2 separate regions of the Triticum aestivum genome follow, and region 2 is linked to region 1. A link is a contact called in public Hi-C data. All regions are on one chromosome and are shown on one strand. The core of a region is the stretch at or near the end of the contact, and the rest is flanking DNA. Distances in the headings are between cores, read along the strand shown. Region 1 holds the start of LOC123093394 (protein TIFY 11c). Region 2 holds the start of LOC123093399 (3-ketoacyl-CoA synthase 10).

Region 1 (5,127 bases), core at 34-2,533:
TTCCATCACGTAGCCATCCTCAAATCATGCGCCATACCTAATTCCAACCGGCATACACCGCCGCCGCCAGTTCACGAAAAATGAAGGAGGGGGAGAGATGCGGAGTAGCCGCCGTCCTGTTCGTGATAACAAACTTGCGTTCCTGCTCCTTTTCTCCTAATTTCGTTTCTATTTCTGATCGGCAGTACGTGGTCTCGCCGATTTCTATTCTGAGGCTTCCCAATCGTGCGAGTGTCTAGCCAGTATTCGTACGCGCTTTGCTCTCCTACCTTTGTGCGCTGGACAAGCACACGCACATCATCGCCGATCCGTGGAGCTCTGGAGCCAGATGCAAACGAGTACACATCGCTGAACGCCCGATCGCCGACAACGCCGACCCATCCGAGGTACTATATTATATTGCCGTTCTCTTTTCGCTACCCTCTATATGTAAATTACTAATTAAGTATTTTTTCCCTCATATACATGATGCATTGCTCGCATCCTTGAATCATCGACATCAACATCGGTGGAAATAATGTTAGTGTTCTTGAGCGTACAGTTAATTCATTGGGGGGCACATGCATAATCTACTAGTGTCGATGAACATCCAGTTTTGCCTTTTTCTCTATTATAAAGATTCTAAAATTCATTTTGACAGATGGTATAATGCTAAAAAAAGATTCTAAAATTCACTTGCCTGATGGTATAATGCTATGGAGATTTTTAAGAATGTCACTGAATTTAATTGTTATCCTAATGTCTCAGGTTTTTTAGAGAATTTCTCTGTTGTTTATTGCATCTTATTAACGGTGGCATCAGTTGAACGATGAAGCTTTTCAAAGTTAAAATTATCGAGGAACTATTTGAGGTCAAGAATGACTAATGAGAATTTAAATGGCTTGGCATGTATATGCACCAAGAAGAAATCATTGGAAGAGATTGACATGAACCACATCACAAGTGACTTTGCATGGAAAAATCATACAAGTTTTTAAGGTATTTAATTATTTCACTTGTATATTGTTTTGGATGCGTTTCATTGTTCATACGTAAATTTTTATATGTAAGTATATTCATTATTATTATATGTTATTTATACCGGGGCCCCGAAATATCAGGACCGGCCCTGGGGGAGAGTATAGGGCCCCCACCACCCGCGCATGCGCGACCGTGGCCTGGCAGAACCGCCCGCCAAACTCAACCCCGAAACCCCCCCGTTCCTCGCTCGACGCCACCACCGCCACGGGGGCGCGCACATGCAACAAATACACGCCGATGGACTGACCGATCGGCGAAAACCCACGGCGAAATTGGGCGAGACGTGCGGTGCCGGGAAACGGACGGGCCGCTGCCATCTATCCATCCATCCATCGCTTCTCGTCTCCCTCCCGGCGCCTTTCACATGCTGCTTTCCTCTCCTGCCCGCGAAACAGAAATTAGGCCTTGCCCAGCTGTACACGCCCACAAAAAGGAGAGAGCGGGCCAGGACTTAACCCCGCGAGTCACCCGCCTCCCGCCCGGACGGACACACACACGCACACACACATACCTCGTCGGACCTCGTCGGTTCCTTCCGCAGGAGATCGGCATGGGAGCTGAGCAGCAGCAGCAGCAGACCGCCGGGGGCAGCAGGTTCGCCGCGGCGTTTGGCCTGCTGCGCCAGTACATGAAGGACCAGCCTGGGGGCGGCGTGGTCACCGTGGGCCTCATGCCGGGCGGCGGCGACGGCGTCGAGGCGGTCGCGCCGGAGGAGAGGATCCGGACCATGGAGCTCTTCCCCCAGCAGGCCGGCATGGTCAGGGACTCGCGCGAAAGGTACGTGCGTGCGTGCGTGCAAAGTGCAAACTCCAACTTCGATCGTGCCTGCCTGCCAGTCATGCCGGGAGACCGGAGAACGTCAGACGTGTCGGGGGTTCTTGGAAAATACGCTCTCCTTTTTGATGCTTCCGCTCTTGTTAATTAATTAGGACGGGGCCGGAGAGGGCGCCGCTGACCATCTTCTACGCCGGGAGGACGGTGGTGTTCGACGACTTCCCCGCCGAGAAGGCCAAGGAGCTCATGCAGCTCGCCGGCTCCTTCGGCGCGCTGCCGGCCGCCTCCGACGCCGGCGCCGAGCCCGTCTGCCAGAACGCGCCGGGGCAGCCTTGCTTTGCAGGTACGGATCGCGCGACACTTTGTGGTAAGTATCAAAATTAAACTCCATACTGTCCGTGGAATCGGGGAGCTGACAGAAACCTGTGGCATGCGTCTGTTCAGACCTGCCGATCGCGAGGAAGGCGTCGCTCCATAGGTTCCTGGAGAAGAGGAAGAGCAGGCTGGCCGCGGCAGATCCGTACCCTGCGCCGGTGGCGGCGCCAGGGGCTGGGACGGCCGGCAAGCCTGTGCCGGAGGACGGCGGCGCGCCGTGGCTCGGCGTCAACTCCGCGCTCCAGCTCAACTGAAGGATTTGACGAGCCGGGGAGAGGAACAAATCACTGCCTTGCTGCTTCTCCACGTAGTAGTATATACAGTACTACTCTACTACTACGTGGATCCTTGATTGTTGCCGTTTTTATCTTACTACCACGCCCGTTAATTGGCTGCGTCAGGGTAATTAACTGCGTGGCGCCGGCTAAATATATATCCTGGGTTAAGTAGTATAAGTATGTTCTTCATCTGTTTGAGAATTCTTTGGTGTCGAATAAAAGAATTCTTTCATGCTGATGGGATGAATTTGTTACTGTATGCGAGTATTACTAATTACCTAGCTTAGCTTCCTAAGCTGTATTAAATGTAGCGATGACCCGCAATAATGCTATTTTTTACTGGTATTTTTTTATTACGTGTTAGTGTGAAATTTTAACATTTGTTTTTTAGATCGTTGGTTTGTGATATTTTAATGACAATATGTGAAAAGTGAGAGGGCCACATTTCGCTCATGTCTTGTGTCGCCTGTCCGAGTGACTTGGATGGCGGACCCTAACCTCCACACCATTGGGGCAAACCAGGAATGGTACAAGGTGTTGATCGGGCCTTTCCATCATTCCCTTCTTCTCCACCATTGGGGCAAACCAGAAATGGTACAAGGTGTTGATTGGGCCTTTCTTCTCGTGTAGGTCATGCTAGCGTAGCAACAACCCTTTAAATGGTTTGATTATTCAGCTAGAAATTGGATGTTTTTTATGTTAGAAATGCCATGTCCAATAGCCTATCCTAATTCCAAACGCTGATTGTGTTCAGATTGCTCAAATATCTTACCATACCCCTGGACTAAAAAACTATTTTGATCGAAAATTATCCTAACTACTTTCACCCTTAGTTTCGGTTTCCTCGAGGTTGTGGGCCCGAATTGGGTGGCGGTGGTGCCTTGATGTCACTCCCTCCTAGAAGGTGTCGTTTTAGTCCATTGTTCTCCGCTCCTCTCAGGGTTACGTGGTGGCGGGTGTTGTTTGGTGATGGCAGGGTGTGCTGCAGACCCGTGGAGAGTGTGCTCTTTTGACCGAGGGGCCATTATCCATGCACCGACTCACTTTGGGGAGGTTCAGCCTATCAGGACAGTGTCCCTCATATGTGCGGAAAGATCTGGTGAGGTGGTGTGTTCCAAACAGTCTGGTTTTGTTCATTCACACCCAGCGGCCCAGTCCCTTTGCAACATGTTGCTTCTCTTATCTGTTTTGTTACTTGCCTTTAGACCTGTATTCGCTATGTTTCTTGTATAGGCATGCTTCTTGTAGTTGCCATGGTCCGTATGTGTGTTTGTGACTGTACCAAGAAGCTGGGTTAACATTGCGCACCCGTGTTTTTTTTCTTTTGCGAGGGTATATTATATATTGTTATGCGGTCATTAATTCAACCTCGGGCCACCGACCTTTCTTCATACAAATATGCGAAAAGCCTAGAGTGTCTTCAAATTGAAAATTTCCTAAATTGCCGAATTACAAAACCATAACCTTACAAGTTACTCCCTCTACAAAGTAATATATATATACCAACTCATAAAGTAATTAGTGCTTCTTCCCGTACGTCATGTCATTTTGCAGAACCCCCTGCACATTCTTGAAATCAACCTGTGGTTCAAGTTTTAGTCACAGCGAATCGTTTTTCACATTTTACATAAATCCCCTTTGTCATTTATGTTAATTAACCCGTAGTCCATCTTTAGGTCGTAGTGAATCATCTTTTTGAATTTTTACATAAAACCCCCTGATATTTGCATTAATCAACCCACAACCTATTTAGAATAAATGTTTTTTAAATAATCATATCTTTTAAACCATAACTCCAATCTTAACTTGCTATATATGGATTTTGATTAGAAAAACGTGTAGTATATGAATATGATGATATTTTACATGTGAAATATTTTTAAAATATTATTTAGGGTGCATCCTTAATCAATGGCGTGTAATCCGTCTTTATTTCATATCGATGCCAATCCGTATTGTAAAAGAACATGCCACACACATTGTTGTGTGCTTGTTGGCAAGGAGCGAGCGAGGGAAATTATTACTCGTTTGGCATGTTATACTTGCACCAGGTTCTTTCTTTGCATATGTTCCATGATCTAAGACCCTACGTGCATAACTTGTCCTAGCAAAATCCAAGCTCGTACAATCGGATTACAAAAATTCCCTTTTATAGTTAATACACAAATATTTTTTGTGCGATGTACATACAATTATAAAATTCATGAACATAAGTATATGAAGGTTTATTCTAAAAATATCGAAACACTTCTTGTTATAGTCATGAACGCTACGTAGGATCTTAATTTGTGTTTCATCCGCTACATGTGACGGTGACACATATAAACTTTCTTAATACACTTAATTCATAGGCGCAACCTCCTCGGTGTCGAACAACACCTCCCAAATGCTGCCTGACTCTGGCCGTAGGTGCACGCTATCAATATGATGAGTCCGGATCAAAATTGAATCGAAATGAAAATAGCGGCGCATATAGAAAATGTTATACTCTCTCATTGCAACGCACGGACATGTTTACTACTCCCTCCGCCCTCTAATATAAGACGTTTTTTGACACTAGTGTAATGTCAAAAAAGTCCAACGTTACGGGACGGAGAGAGTACGTAGTATAAAAAAAGAGGTAGTACAGATGAAAACTACAAAGGGGCCGTGTCCAAGCATACTTGTCTTTGTTTATGTG
Region 2 (5,453 bases), core at 2,729-5,228, 270 kb after region 1:
GACTATTTGTTTGGTGCTTGTGGATTGTGGTGGACTGGTGATGATGATGATGCTATACTGAATCTCAAAAGTGATAAGCCAGATGATGTCTTGGATGAGGGCACTCTTTCGGAGGATGCTGAGATGTATAAGTGTTATAGCGGGTTTTAGCGGTTACACAGAGTGAGTTAGTGAAATCCGGTTAGTAACCCAATATAAAGAACAATTTTCTGTTTTAGTCCTGGACATCAAGCCCTTAAGTGATTCTGACAATTATTTCGAAATTAGGGCTATGGTTGGTTTCTATCTTGATGCTTAGGTGTACATATTATATTCACCTTGCTCATTACTTGGAGACTTGGTGTCTGACATGCTGTCCCAAGCTTGAATACAGACTGGATATTTCAGGCTTGCATTGATTATTTCTTATGCTGATCTACTTGTTCTGCTTTTTTCTTCGAAAAAGACCATTGTGGTGAATATTCCTCAGCACATCGTGTACTGAAGATATGACATTATCCAAGCAATCTACTGTGAAGCGAGCCCTGTCCTTTTCTGACTTCAGCAATCCAGGGATGGATTCAAAATTCTGGTATGTACTAAATATTTCTGTGTCAAGTAAGCAATTCTTAAACAATGTCTTCACGCATCAGCAGTAAGAACATGTTAATTCAGTTTGCAAAATGAAATCTTCAATGACATTGTGATTTGCTTACACTACAATTGTATTGAGCAACAAGGCTATAGCAAATGGCACAGAAAAAATCTATATAGGGGGCAATAAAAGTTGAGACCACATTCTCGTGTACATGCATCTTCTCCTCATTTTGGGTGTTGAAACAACTTAACAGTTGATGTCAAGATCTTCCTCTTGAGCCAATAGTTCTAGTCAGTGTTGAGCTTGAGCTCAAATGTTCATTGGCGAATCCCAACTGTAGACTGAAACTCCATGTGTAATCTTTCTAAGCCTCATTATATGTAATCCATGTTGTTGTGGCTATGGTTTTGCCAGAGTTTATATGTTTTGTTAAGTGCACCCTGCCTTGTTGGTAAGCAACAGCCTGTAATATTAGGTGTATTTCATGAGTTGTTTGGTCCCCTTGATTTGTTTCTGTTCTTCTGTTAGTTGATCTCTTGCACTGTACATTGTACTCCACTGTCCATCCCGTTACTGCGAGAAAGTCGTAAATAGAAGGGGAAATACATCACCTATCAAAATTAGTTTTGCACTGCCTGTGTACAGTTTCAGCAATTCGGCTAAACCATGGTCATCTTTTGCGAGTTGTGATATGCCGTCTCACACCGGCCAGCAAATCCTTCTCGATGCCAGACATGCCATGCTACTGTTTTGGCCATCTCCGGCCCAAGCATGCTGGTTATCCTATATGTGGCATGCATGTAGCTGAAAGGAATCTACTTACCTACCTATATGTGTCAAGATTAAGCAACAAAACAACAAACAACAACAACAACAAATTAACAAATGATATCAAGAACTTTATCTTGATCCAATACTTGTAGCCATTCCTGAGCCTGAGCTCAAATGCTCATGACGAAAGTGTAGACTCCAGCTCCTTGAGAAACCTTTGTAAGCCCGATTATTTCTATGCTGTTGGTGCTACAGCTTTGCCAGAGTTGATGTGTTGTATCAAGTACACACTGCCTTGGTTGTCAGCAACAGCCTGTAAAACTATTAGCCGTATATTTCAGGAGTTATTTGGTCCCCTCAGTTTGCTTTGTTCTGCTATCGAGCAAGTCGTAAGTTCTACACTATACATGGTATCGACCTTTTTGTTTTCCTTTTCTTGTTAGAAAGAGTACATGGCACACATATTGTTAACAGCTTCAGCAATTTGGCTAAAGTGTGGGTACCTTTGAGTCATGGTATCGACTGGCATGTTCCGTTTCGTCTTTCCTCTATGATGATATGCCATCTCTCTCTCTCACACACACGCCATGCTGCTACTGTATTGGCCATCTCCTGCCCAAGCATGCTCGTTAATAAGTTAGCGAAGGTAGTACTGTTTTTGCCTCTAAAAAAGGGGGTACTGTTTTGTGCTGGATGTAGCTGAAAAGAACCCACTTACCTACCTATACATGTGTCAAAATTAAGCAACACAAGTACCGCCATTTCTCATGCTAGCCTCAAGATGGAAAGAAGAACAGCTGTAGCGTGTACATACAGATCCAACTGATTCTTGCTGATAATTTACACATCATTGGTGCCATTGATAAGCACCTATATCCCTGACAGAGTGTGTTGCCTTTGATTATCTTTTTTGTCAGGGAAAAATATCACCGGCCGGAAGTATAGTGCATGGAATTATTCATTCATCCACCGCCACCACCACTGGCTCTGGCTCTGTGTTGCTCCGAGAAAACATGCTCACATGGCGATCAGAGGGCCGGCTTAATGCGAGCACATGGGCCTAGTACGTGCACGGCCGGCCTCCCCCGGCACGAATTTATTTCCTGGATGGGTGCAACCATGAATGTTCTTACCGCACTGCACAACGCGGATCTGCCCATCCAACCGGCCACACCAGACGCGTATTGGGATGGCGCCATGGCAACGGCGGTACCGCGGTCGGTTCATCGCATCGCGTGAGACGTTCATACGGGTTGATTATGGGCCTCACGCCACCTCACCAGTTGAGGATCGTTCCATCATTTTCTCCATGGTTTCTTGTTGGAAGTTGGAAGTGGCTGCAGCCTCCTGCTGGAGTGCGGGGCACTTGCCGGAAAACGGCATTTGCAAATTGCAGCAATAGGAGGAGTGTCTGCGTCCGAAAATACCCAAACCGTTCGTGCTAATCCCTTTAATTTGGTGCCTCTTGATTGATTGGATCGTAGGCCGTGGACTGGTGGTCGAACTGACGGTGACAGGATTTCTTTTCTTTTGAGTGCGTGATGGCGAAATGCGGGCACAGATCGTGGTCATGGGTTTATGAGAAAGGGAGAGGATCGAGTTTTCTAGTTATGTTTCCAAGTCCAGCTCCCAACGGCGCACACACACATATACGCATGCACTATACTGGTATATGATCAATCAAATTATTAAATGGATTTTGGTAGCGAGAAAGTAGTTAGCCGTTGCTGACCAAGTTCAGGGTTTCGTCAAAAACTGTTGCTTTTGGTTTGGAAAATTGTACGCAGGCCTTGACCATTTCAAAATTTGTGAATAATCGATTGGGCATGCATGGGAATGCATTTTCGTGGACGTACGGGGACTAGTGAAGATGCATGGGTTGGCGCCAGAAGGCTAGACCTGGTTCGCTGACAATGGTGCTGCATGCATGCATGCATGTAGGCTGCTACACCTAATAAAGAGGCCGTCCATGAAATGAAATGGATCTGATCTGCTGATCCGGCCGGCCTCTTCATTCTGCCATCACGCTTCACGCAATCAATAACGTCCGGCTACAGCTATAGCCCGCTGCGCAAATGCCAGATCCAATCCACTTCATCTTCATCCCAGTACTCCTCAAATCAAAACATATAAAAAAAAACAGATCACCCCATAAACACTAAAATTAAAATTAATACAGTTCCCTATAATAAAACGCATATATATTCTGTTATTTCAACGGCCAAAAACTCTTTAATCGCACACAGGCAGGCAGACTCCAAATGCAAAACGCATGCAGCTGAAGCGTGCCACACACAGGAAAGCAATCACCTTGCACATTTTTCTCTCCCGAGCCGTTGCCCTTGCACATGCTGTCTCAAAAGCTACTTGGCTTCGTGCTCCGGGACAGCATGTCAGCCTCACAGCAAGAGGGAGATCATGTATGTGTGTCCATGACCACTTGACCATGCATGCATGAACAGTCTGAACACCGAACACCATGCCCCCAAGCAAGTGAGCTTCTCTTCCCTCTCTGGCCTGGCTTGGCTTGTGCTCCCTAATGGCATTAACTGCCACCCAACAACCCGCCCACCCACCATCTCCTCCCCAACCCCAACCCCAGCAGCAACGCCACCATCCCTAGCTATATCTAAACACTGAGCACTCCACTCCCTCTCACCCTCATCACCACTGCCCACCACCAGTCCCGCCCGCCCCCAGCTGCCCACAGGCGCCATGGCGCGGGAGGAGCTGTCGACGGAGATCGTGAACCGCGGCGTGGAGCCGTCGGGCCCGGACGCTGGCTCGCCGACCTTCTCGGTGCGCGTGCGCCGCCGGCTGCCGGACTTCCTGCAGTCGGTGAACCTCAAGTACGTGCGGCTCGGGTACCACTACCTGCTCAGCCACGGCGTGTACCTGGCCACCATCCCGGTCATCGTGCTGGTGTGCGGCGCCGAGGTGGGCAGCCTCAGCCGCGACGAGCTGTGGCGCAAGGTGTGGGACGAGGCCACCTACGACCTCGCCACCGTGCTCGCCTTCCTCGCCGTCCTCGCCTTCACCATCTCCGTCTACATCATGTCCCGCCCCAGGCCCATCTACCTCATCGACTTCGCCACTTACAAGCCCGCCGACGAACTCAAGGTAGTAAGCTCATCCATCTCCTCATGCTTTAGTTTGGTAAACATGCTTACTGCTTAGCTAATTACAGAGTAGATCACTGCATCTATTTGCATGCGAGCATATGTTATACCCATAGTAGTAGTAGTAGTACATGCTAAATGCCGATCCGGGTCGTGTAGGAACATGAATCACAAGTGAATTTATTGGTAGGATTTCTTTTTGCTAATTAACTTCAAACACGAAACCTTGATGGCATTTTAGATGTAGAAAAGTATGGAAAAAGTTAGACCAGAGAAATGTTTGGGAGTATTATCAGTTTCTTGGGCGGAAGATCCATCTCTCGAGGTCGACATGTATAATCGCACAAGTCACGTTTGGCACACACGAATTTTGCGTGAGACGTATAGATGGATGGAACCCTATGGAATTCCCTCGCGTGCTAATCTAGCTATCTTGTGAACAGGACCTCCTCACTAGATAACATGAATGCGAAAAACATGTCCCAAAGTACTTCAGTTAGCCCTTTCTTTTCTTCTGTCGTAGAAATATTTGCTCTTCATCTGAGAAATAATGCAAAACGCTATGCAGCCGTGATAATCAAACCGAGTAAAATGTTTGCGGGTAAAAATATTTTAGTAATTCATGGTTCAAAAGATGATTAGCACGGCCGGTAGACGGTGCTAACAAGGCTCACAAAAGATGCAAACAAGAAACAAGTCCGAGCCGGATTAGGCAGAGCTTCATCTAAAAGTTGAATGCAATTAAACCGTGAGGCCCTAAAGTTAATTTTCATAAGCTGTCATTCGAAATCAGGTAGTACAGAAAAGTTTTTGGCATTTTGGGTGAAATAGACAACCAACAAAGTACACACGTAGCTAGCTGGTTGAATATACGAAAATGCCGTTTGGAGGCCGAGCACCCTGGAGGCCGTAATCTCGAGCGTCTGTCATCATAGCGATCAGCTGCAGGCTCTCATTAATTTCACGTATTCCAGCTCATAGGCATC

Evidence for each region. A called contact is a pair of places that touch in the nucleus more often than the background predicts.
Region 2: a contact with region 1 is called in a Hi-C map of leaf, with 6 times the contacts expected there. The contact joins the promoter of LOC123093399 here to the promoter of LOC123093394 in region 1. A contact is called at or near these places in 2 of 5 Hi-C or Micro-C datasets (both in leaf).

Annotation. Positions count from the first base shown.
Region 1 is chr4B:581,606,818-581,611,944 of IWGSC CS RefSeq v2.1, forward strand. It overlaps LOC123093394 (protein TIFY 11c), which reads left to right and starts at 1,284. Exons shown (of 3, transcript XM_044515351.1): 1 at 1,284-1,797; 2 at 1,950-2,161; 3 at 2,239-2,803. The coding sequence starts at 1,385. The coding sequence ends at 2,423.
Region 2 is chr4B:581,877,393-581,882,845 of IWGSC CS RefSeq v2.1, forward strand. LOC123093399 (3-ketoacyl-CoA synthase 10) reads left to right here and starts at 3,979. Exons shown (of 2, transcript XM_044515356.1): 1 at 3,979-4,468. The coding sequence starts at 4,064.